Regions from separate parts of the Sus scrofa genome. Here region 2 is linked to region 1. A link is a contact called in public Hi-C data. All regions are on one chromosome and are shown on one strand. The core of a region is the stretch at or near the end of the contact, and the rest is flanking DNA. Distances in the headings are between cores, read along the strand shown. Region 1 has its middle 80 kb from the start of MIR9858. Region 2 holds the start of LOC100154873 (carbonic anhydrase 2).

The links. A called contact is a pair of places that touch in the nucleus more often than the background predicts.
Region 2: a Hi-C map of liver shows a contact between it and region 1, with 5 times the contacts expected there. A contact is called at or near these places in 1 of 5 promoter capture datasets (liver) and 4 of 47 Hi-C or Micro-C datasets (fetal liver, liver and skeletal muscle).

What each region holds. Positions count from the first base shown.
Region 1 is chr4:51,128,749-51,133,737 of Sscrofa11.1, reverse strand. No RefSeq gene overlaps it. Among named protein-coding and RNA genes, the nearest start is that of MIR9858, 80 kb to the left of the region's middle.
Region 2 is chr4:51,207,580-51,212,862 of Sscrofa11.1, reverse strand. It overlaps LOC100154873 (carbonic anhydrase 2), which reads left to right and starts at 1,427. Exons shown (of 7, transcript XM_001927805.2): 1 at 1,427-1,712; 2 at 2,821-3,018. The coding sequence starts at 1,679. MIR9858 (microRNA 9858) reads right to left here and starts at 1,280; the gene lies at 1,203-1,280.

The DNA of each region.
Region 1 (4,989 bases), core at 343-2,842:
ACTTAGAAGTTTAAAAGTTAAGAAATGGACTAACTGGGTCTTTGGAGTGTGTTAGCACTCTTCTAAGGCAATGAAGGCTGCAAACTAAACAGAAGCAAGGGATAGGTGGTAGATGTGCATGGGGGAAATAAACTTTATTACTATCTTAATGCTTGATTTTATTGCTGTTAAAACTACATTAAGTCCATACAGTAAACCAGTAAGCATCAGGTAAAAAGAATGAGGTAAGCCTATGTGGATTCTGGAAATATTGTTAAGAAAGATCTAGTTGCAGAAAACTAAGTATAGTACCATATCATTTAAGTAAAAATATTTTTCAGACAAAAACAACAACAACAACAAAATATATTCGTTCTCAAGCAATCAGGGGAGATCACTGGTTTGGGGAAAAGTTAGGAGCTTTTATTTTATATAATTTGAATTCTGTATTTTTTAGACTGAGTGAAATTAATTTTGTAATCAAAATGTTTTAAAATTATATTAAATTTAAGAAATAAAATGCCTTGAGTACTGAGCTATCAATCTGACATCAGTATTAATAAATGTACTCTCACACCCAAAAATATTCAGAAATAGTTTTTTTTTTGAGAAATAGAGTGAAGATTAAAGTTTAAATCAACTTTTGAAATAATATAAATATCTTATACATCTAAGTTTCAAGTTTTTGTCTGTAAATTTTGAGAAAAAATCATGACATATCCTCCAAAATGTCATGGCTTTTAGATATTGTTAGACTTTGTAAATATTTTGTTGCATAGCCGGAATAACCATTTTTCTCCTGATAATGATTAACCCTGGGATTTTTAGAATTATTGTAATAGCTCATAAAACTTGCCAAATAATTTATTAATTAATTATTCAATGTATATTTAATGAATAGCTACTATGTGCCAGCAACAGAAGCTGGGCAGATTTTAGCATAGAAGTGATCCCTGCCTCTGTACAATTTACAGTCTAGTGGAAGAGACAATATTTATAATCATTCATATAAGCATATAATTACAAATTAATTGTTTTTTTTTCTAGAGAAGCAATTTATAGTCTCAATCAGAAGTGATCTTGCCCTCCCCCCTCCCAAGAAGACATTTGGTAATGTCTGGAGACTTTTTTTTCTTTTCTTTTTCTTTTTTAGGGCATCTGGAAAGTTTCCAGGCTAGTGGCTGAATCCGAGCTACAGCTGCTGGCCTACACCACAGCTCAGAGCAACACCAGATCCTTAACTCACTGAACCAGGCCAGGGACCAAACCTGAAACCTCATGGTTCCTAGTCAGATTGTTTCTACTGTGCCACAATGGGAACTCCCCCAATCTTTTCAATATTAAAACCAAAACAAACAGAGCAAAAACAAACAAACAGAAAACAACCAATTCTCCCCATGGCCTCACCCTGTCCCAAGCCCTGATGAACAAAAAGGGCCTGCATGGTTGACACGGAAATCAACATGGCACAGAGGGCCCAGGAAAACTGAGTTCTACTCTGCAACCAGTGCTGGGGAAGAGCATGAGAGCAAAGAGCTGCAGCTCTACAGGTGCAATAACAGCTGACCAATGCCAGCAGTTTCTGGAAAAGGAGGAAGGCCTGGGAAATGACCCAGGGTTTACTACATAAAGATCCACCTTGGATTTGATGGAATTATCAGCTCTGGCTATCAGCCTCAGTCTCTTTTTAGCTGGTTTGGTGAGATTGCAGTGGTTAATGATTGATGAACTCACTAACCCTCTTATGTAAGGTGTTTCTGGTCCCTTTCTGGAATTTTCCATCTGTACAGGAGGAGAAATTGTGGAATAGAATATTCCTAACAGGAACATAAGGCATAAATCTATCCAGAAAATAGGAGGTCATCACTAGTCTAGACACGAAATGACAAGTAGTATGTTTGCCTGCCTGTAGTCAAAAGTAAGGTCAGTGGAATTTCGTAATTCTTGCCACACTTCTACCTGGACTCTATCTTGTAAGAACTGTACATGAAGTTCAGTTCCTCTTGGACTCTACATGCACGGCCTTTAAAACTAAGGCATTAATATCCCTGGAAAGAAGTTAATTTAAGATAAAATCAAGTGATGGTTTCTTTTTCATTGTGTTAGAAAATTCTCTCCATGCATGACCTACGTTGTAAGAATTTTTTATGAAAACCATCTTGGGTCACAAAAATGGTTACCAAAGTGTTTTCTTTTGAATTTGAATTTTAAAAAATGATGTTTAGTGTAGGATTGTTTCTTATTACAAAGATAACATGTAAGAACTACAGAAAATTTGGAAAATTCCAAAAAAAAAAAACAAAGAAGAAAATAAAAAACCCTTGAATTTAATCCCAAGGCAATAATAATTTTAATACTTTAATTATATCTAATCTTTATTTTTAGTCTATGGATATATTAAAATAGATTTTAGAATGAGATGAAGTAGATAAAAAGAATTCATGTTCCAAAAATATATGAAGGATTTCATTTTTGAAAATTACAGGTTACCCTGACATCTTTCCTGTGCCCTAAAAATAAATAAGCAAAGAAGCTTTAAAATCAACATAGAATAAAGTGGCAAAAATATAAGGCATATGATTTCCAAAGCTCTGAAATATGGCTAAAATCATTTTATGTACGATTAATTCTTGCCCCAGAGTTTTTAATATTTAACATATCTATAAATGGACTATTATGGAAATAGAGAATTCTGTCTCCTTTCCGAAAGAATTATTTATTGATTAGCCCTAGCTTTGCAACTAAGCACCTGGTACTTGTTTGCAACACATGAGTCACTTAATAGAACCACCTACACGTAATTCAATTGTCTTTGTGTTCTGCAGAGAAAAATGAGTGAAAACTGTATCTCTGCTAACCTATAACTTATTGCTTGAAATTTGTGTGAGTCTGAAAATGACAATAGAATAGCATTCTATTTCTTAATTATTTATTTTCCTTGCAATATGTGTCTTAGATGCCTCTGGTGCCCAAATTCATCCTGACTGTCACCATCTCTAATTTCAGCTCTTGCTCTTGTAGATAGGACTACACAGACTTCAACTCAGAGAAGGGAGGGAGAAGCCCTTGACCCTTGTGTGCTGCTTGTCTCTGCTTCCTGCTCTGGGGCTCCGTAGAGCCCAGGTGCTGGCAGAGTGTTTCTTGGTTGTTACATATGCTATGACTCAGAAATTTAGCGCAGTTAACACTCTTGAGGGCAACCGATGGAGCCAGAAGCTAACAGAAAATTCCTTACATCTTTCGTACATCAGATAGTAATTCTAGGAGGTATCCAGTACATTCTCCTGGGAAAATTGAGCCCTTTGCCACAGCATTGAGATTAATACACACTTCTTTCTATTGACTAGTCTTCCTCTGTGCCTCATGGTCCTTCCCACTCCTGCTGCCTGGGCTTATCTCCCAAATAAGTTGCCTACACACAAGTCCTTCATCAGGCTCTGTTTTCAGGAGAATCCAACTAAGACCACAGGTAAGGGTGGTATAACATTATAGGATATGCAAGTAACATGCTAGTGAAATTAACCCATGTTGTTCTGTTTAGGAGATCAGATGTATGTTAAATGGAACCCTAGAATGCATGATCTTTAGCGGGAAAGTAAATTCAAACTGAATTAAATTTCTAAAGTCGTTATTCAGACTCACAATGTGAATTCAGCTCTAACACCATCAGTTCTTGGCTGTATAACCCAAATCAGAATCCCATATCAACGAGACTTACTTAGATTATCTCTATATTAAGGATGATAATATCTATCTCAGGAAAGGAAAGAACCTGTAAATGGTAAGAGATCATGAAGTATTTTGTAAATCGTGATAAGATGTTGGCTTCTATCCTGAAGAAATGGAGATTAGCAAGAGGTTTAAAACTGAAGACTAGTTGACTAGATTCACATATAAGAAAGATGACTGGCAACAGGGGGGTAGAGGATGGATATAAGGGAACCAATAATAGGAAACCTGATGGGAGACTGTCATTAAGCAAGTAAGAAATGATGGTGATATCATCCTGATGTGAATCAGAAGATTGGGGTGGGGACAGTGAGAAGTGGGCAGACTTGACTGAGAAACTCTGTGATCAAATTGATGTTGGGAACAGAAATGTAGAACAAACAGTGGCATCCTTTTTTTTTTTTTTTTTTTTTGTCTTTTTGCCTTTTCTAGGGCCGCTCCCGCGGCATATGGAGGTTCCCAGGCTAGGGGTCGAATCAGAGCCGCAGCCACTGGCCTACACCACAGCTCACAGCAACGCCGGATCCTTAACCCAACAGTGACATCCTTGTTTCTATCTTGGGCCACTGCCTGCTGTGGAGTCATTCACTAAGGCAGGGAACACAGGAGGATAAAACAGGTTTTATGGACTGTGGGGGGCTTGGATCTGTGTGCCCTGAGTTTGAATTTCCTATTACACTTTTCAGTAGAGAAATATAGTTGGGAGATGATGGAACCAGAAAGAATTCCTGTGGGAAGTGACGGCCAAGGTTATCCCTATGAAGAAGGGAGCAGATACGGAAATATTTTTAAAAAGAAAATCTTGATAATGACAATGGGGTTGCAAATGCTGTGAATAAAGAAATGGCTCACCAGAAATGCAAAAGTACTAAAGGCTGGCTGCCATCTATAAGTGCTAAGAAATGTCCTTCATTTTTAACACTAAAACAGGAGAACTACTTTTGTGGTGTCGTCTATATTTTTTCAAAGATTTGTTAACTATTGCACCCTAGATCTACCCTATTCTTTTCCATCACAGCTTCTTTAAAACCATTCTTTGCTCCCCAAACACTGGCACCTTAGTCCTCTTTCATGCCTTTTGCTTCATGGCAGTATAAGCTGTGAGTTGTCAAAAGGAGCTAAGGGTATTCTGAGCATTTTCCAGAGACAAAGGTGGCAAAGGTGAAGGATGTCCTTCACTTGGAAATTTCCTTAGGAATTACACGCCAACAAAAGCAGTAGAGATGTAGAACATTGAATGGCGCACTCTGAATTAAAATTAGAGTTTCGTTGTACAATGGC
Region 2 (5,283 bases), core at 178-2,677, 79 kb before region 1:
TATTGTATAGCCTCCATGAGAGACTATGCAGCTACAAATACAAAATTCTCTGTAACTACGAACTACATTTTGTGATGGTCCTAGAAACCAAAAATAGCTCATTGCCTAAGAATTCACTGGTGACATCCACCCAAAAAACCCCACAAAGAGGTACACACTTTCCTGGAGTCTTAGGACAAGACCAAATGTATCTAAATCTGAATCATTTCTGTTTGTATGGAATTGACTGAAATAAAAAAGTAAATAATGATTTTAAAATCAACATTGGAATAATTTACACTAATATTATAATTTATCCTTTTATTTATCTATATGAGTGATGTCAGGGCTGTTAGACTTGTGTGAAACTGTGTCCTGCTGCCCCAAGTTTAACTTTAATACTATGCTCTTAGTGATCTCAGAGATTCACAGGACAGAAAACCCTTCTCCCCTTTTTGTGACAAAGTCCCTTGAGGGAAATGAATTCTGTTCACACCTCAAAATAATCCTGACTTAGGGCATTGGGTACAGGAGAAACGGTGCCTCACATACCCACGAAAAGGAAATGAATAAGGGCAAAATGCCTAGGGCCTAGGAAAGCCACAATGCTGCCTTGACTCAAAAATGTCCACTCTTCAGTTTCTTTGAATTAGTTCTTAGGTATGCCAGATGCCCACTTTCCTTTGTCAGCCAGGGAAAGTTCTTATCTTTTTGCAAGACAGTCTTTCTTTTACCCAATTCCTGTGAAAAAAAAGTGATTTTTAGAAGTTTTGATTGCTTTAAATCAATACGTACTCCACTAGGAAGTCTCTCCTCTAAAGTGTATTTTGAAAGAGAAGAAAGAAGGTAGAATGAACAAACATTTGGTGAACATTTCAAGAGACCTTGACAGCTTTCAAGGAAATGCATTCTTCGGACTTGAATCGAAGACACCCTCTCCCTCCTTCTTGGTTTATTCCGCAGCCTTCCAGCAGGGGGCGCGTAGTTCTCAGCGTGATGCTTCTCCCTCCCTAGCGCCTCAAGGACCGTATCCCTATTTGCCCCAAGGTCATAGCTCCTAAGCAAGCCCGGGACGCCCGCGAGCAAGCCCTTGGAGCTAGAGACCTCGGCGTGGGTGGGGCCGATGGGGCGGGGCTGGAGTGCTCCTAGGCCAGGGATGCAATCACAAAGGGGACAGGGGATCAGAGATACCGGACGCGGGTCCTCAGCAGTCAGCGCCGCCGCCAGCCTCAGCGCTCCGGAGGGGGATGGGGTGCGTGTAGACGCTCCGCAGCCCAGTCCGACTCAGGAACCCCGGAGCCGCCGCCGCCACGCGCGCGGGGAGCACGGAGCCTCGTGGAGGCCCAGGGACCCGGGGCCGGGACCCGAGGTCGGGCCGCAGGCCGAGGGGAGACGAGTGGCGGGAGAGGAGCTCCTGAACCTGGCCCAGCGCCCGCCGAGAGGGCGTTCTCCCCGCCCCCGGAGCCTCGCCCTCCTGGCCCGCCCCGAGCGCGGGGAGATCACCTCCGCCCGTCACCTCCTCCCCCAGTCGCCCAGGTCCACCCAGGGCCCCTTCCCCCCGGCCGCCCCCGAGCACGAAGTTGGCGGGAGCCTATAAATACCAGCGACGGCGCGACCCGCGGACATACGGTGCAGGCGCTCCAGCAGCCGCCGCTAGACCGGCGCCAACTCCTGCCCTGCCCCTACCAGCGGCACGACCATGTCCCATCACTGGGGATACGACAAGCACAACGGTGAGTGCGGGCTGCGGGCGGGGCGGCGTCTGCGCCTGGGGCTCCGGGCCCCTCTGGGGCCCAGCAGCGCACGCACCTGCTATTTCCCGCTGCCGCCTGGAGCACCCGAGGCTCAGGTGCGCCCCCGACGCCTTGCCCGCGCGCCCGCGGCTCCCCGGCGCGGGATGCCCCCAGCTCAGAGCCGGAGTCCACTGTCGAGGAATCCCTGCGTCCAGCGGTGGCGCGCGGTGCCGGGGGAAGGGGGCGCGCAGAAGCAGCAGTGGGACCCAAGGACAGCCCTTCCCGGGTCACGAGCCGGAGACCATCCTATTCCGACCCAGGAGGAAACTAGGGCGAATTGTAACGATACATTTTAGTTATTGATCGCAGAGAAATTAGGGGACCCTATTTTCCCCCTACCTTACCCTACCCCCAGTTCATCTTCAGCACCACTTGTGGCTGAGACTCTCAGCACGAAGTGTCCCGGGGCATTTTCTTGGGGTGGTTTGAATCCACTGCGCTGATTTCTGAGTTTTTCCTTCGTCTCTCCGCTTCTAATGTTAGGAAGTCACCAGGAACCCGGCTTTATCGGCGTCACAGATCTGGGTTCTCCTGAACCAGCAGACCAAAGAGAAAAATGTGTCTAAACCACCTTGAGCCTCTTTGGGGGTTTGGGGCTTTCTAGATCGTGGGAATCCTAACCATTAAAGCAGGGTTGCCCTGCCTGAACAGTGATTCTGACCTTACTGATCTAGTAAAAGGACAAGAGAGAGGAATCCCCATCTGCTGGAATGTCTTAAGTGAGCTTGCATCGTCCAAATCCTAATCACAAGCCTAATGTCAGTCACTCAATGGCAGTAAAAGGAACATAAAATAGCTAATATTTATATGGTGCTCACTACTTGTTCTAAAAGCTTTTACGTATATTGATTCTGATTCTCACATCAACCTTTAATACAAATGAGGAAACTAAGGCACAGATTGTGTTTCACTAAAGTTATTCAGCTGTTAATTATGCCGCCAAAATTAGAGCCAGACAGATTGGCTCCAGAGCCATTGCTCTTTTCTAGGGGTCTGGGTTTGTCCTTCCCCACAGTGGGGGGTTCACACAGTCTCTTTTCAATCTCAGGACCTGAGCACTGGCATAAGGACTTCCCCATCGCCAAGGGAGATCGCCAGTCCCCTGTTGACATCAACACCAGCACAGCTGTTCACGACCCTGCCCTGAAGCCTCTGTCCCTTTGCTATGAGCAAGCGACTTCTCAGAGAATTGTCAACAACGGCCACTCTTTCAACGTGGAGTTTGATAGCTCCCAGGACAAAGGCGGTCAGTGTTTAAAAAATAACTTGTGCATTTCAGCCAGTGGCTGTTTTCGCAGCTTAACAGAAGCAGCAGCAAGACCCTCCTCTTAATACTACACTCTGATAATCTTCATTACGTTCAGTCTCTGAGAAGTAGGCTAATTATTTGCAAGTGGCAGGGGCCACTTCTCCCTGTAAAATTCCTGGTTTCTATGTAGGGCATTGAATAACTGTGATGTGCTTGGGAAAAGTCACAGAAGGCAAGGTCCCCTGGCATAGAGATCAGAAACAATGGGATTTGCAAAACCTGAACTTTTAAGACTTTCTAAAGTACTTGTTTCCCAAAATTGATGCTTATACTATAAAAAGCACATCCTAGGGTGATCTTCAAGGTAGCAGTGAGAAGAGTGATAAAAACCTGACAATTAAAATGCTAAAATTCTTGGAAACATTGTATTTATGACTATTTTCTTGGGCTAGAGTGATAGAAGTGGCAGTATATCTTAGTATCTACCTGGAAATTTATTTCATAAGTTTCAGAGTTTGTGGACATACTCAACCTATATGACAAAACCAGTTACCACAATTTATTTGTAATAGAGCTGTTTACAGAATGTCCATTGAATGCTGCTGCTGCTGCTTCTTCTTCTTCTTTTTTTTTTTCTTACTTAGAAATAGGAGAACAATCTCCTTCAGACATAGTAGCAGCCTTCTTTGCCCACTGGTTGATTTCATTGCCAATGTCCTATTTTCCTGAGTGGTTTCCTCTGAAGGATATTGAATGAATGGTACTACAAACACATTTTGTGTGGTGGTGGTGTGGAAGCAGGGGAAGCACTGGGACAAAATGAGAAAAGATGGAGACAACATTCAGTAATGCTGTCAAAATGTTGAAGTAGTGACCTATAGTACTCATATAAATGTATTATAATCATTATAATCAAGTTGACTCTTCTTTTTCAATAGTTATCTGATATATTCAGTACAGTTTTAAAAAATTTCTTCTTCCTTCCTCCTTTCCTGGGAATGATAGTAACTTAACCTCTCTTAATTTTTTGTTTTCTTAGTGTAAAATTGGAATAGCAGTAGCATCTGTTAACAGAAGAAGGATTAAATGAAACAAGGCATATAAAACCAGTTGCCTGACACGTAACAGTTCCTCAGTAAATGACCATTGCTGTTATCAGGTCTGCACACAATATAACTGCCTTTTATTAGGCCATTCCTGGTAGCTATTGCACCTCTGATAAGATTTTTGAAGAAAGTTTTTAATTAGCTTTAAGATTACTTCCCATCACTTGATGATATTTTAAAATCTTACTTTTATATTTCCCCAAATATCCCATTTATTATATTAAACTATGTGCTGATTTCTATATGACATTATTACACAGTAATATGTTTTACCATGAATATGTCTGATGGAATTCTACATGAGCAGTAACTGATTAGAGCCAGCCACTTTTTTCTAACTACTTCTCCTGGTGCATAACGCATACATTACTAAAGCAACTGGCCGTGTTTATTTTTATTTATTTATGTATTTATTTATTTACTTATTTATTTTTTATGGCTGTACCTGTGGAAGTTCCCAGCCAGGTGTTAAATCCAAGCCACAGCCACAATCTATGCCTGGCTCAGCTACAGCAATGCCAAATCCTTTATTTAACCCACTTTGGTGGGCTGGGGATCAAATCCAAGCCTCCACAGCCACCTCAGCTGCTGTAGTCAGATTCGTAACCCACTGCACTATTGTGAAACAGGTGAAAGCCAAGTAGTTAAGATAGAGGCTCAAACCCACGTCTTTAGAAACAGATGTAGAGTTTGTCTAGTTTTTATTTTTAAAAAAATTCCTGGGAGTTCCCCATTGTGGCTCAGTGGTAACATACCCGACTAGGATCCATGAGGATTCGGGTTCAATCCCTGGCCTCACCCAGTGGGTTAAGGATCTGGTGTTGCCATGAGCTATAGTGCAGGTCACAAATGTGGCTCGGATCTGGTGTTGCTGTGGCTGTGGTGTAGCTCCAATTCACCCCCTAGCCTGGGAACTTCCATATGCCGCAGGTGTGGCCCTAAAAAGCAAAAAACAAAAACAAAAACAAACTTACTAACACCAGTTATATACAAGATAAGCAAGGCATCTTGGGGACAGGATTGAGTCCTGGTCCCTCTCCTGTATCCCTAGGGCCCATGCTGGGGACACCTCAAATAGAAAGACATAGAAATAATAGATGCAGACAATCACTTTGATAAGTGCAACAAGAAAGTATTCCAGGGAAATATGGAAACA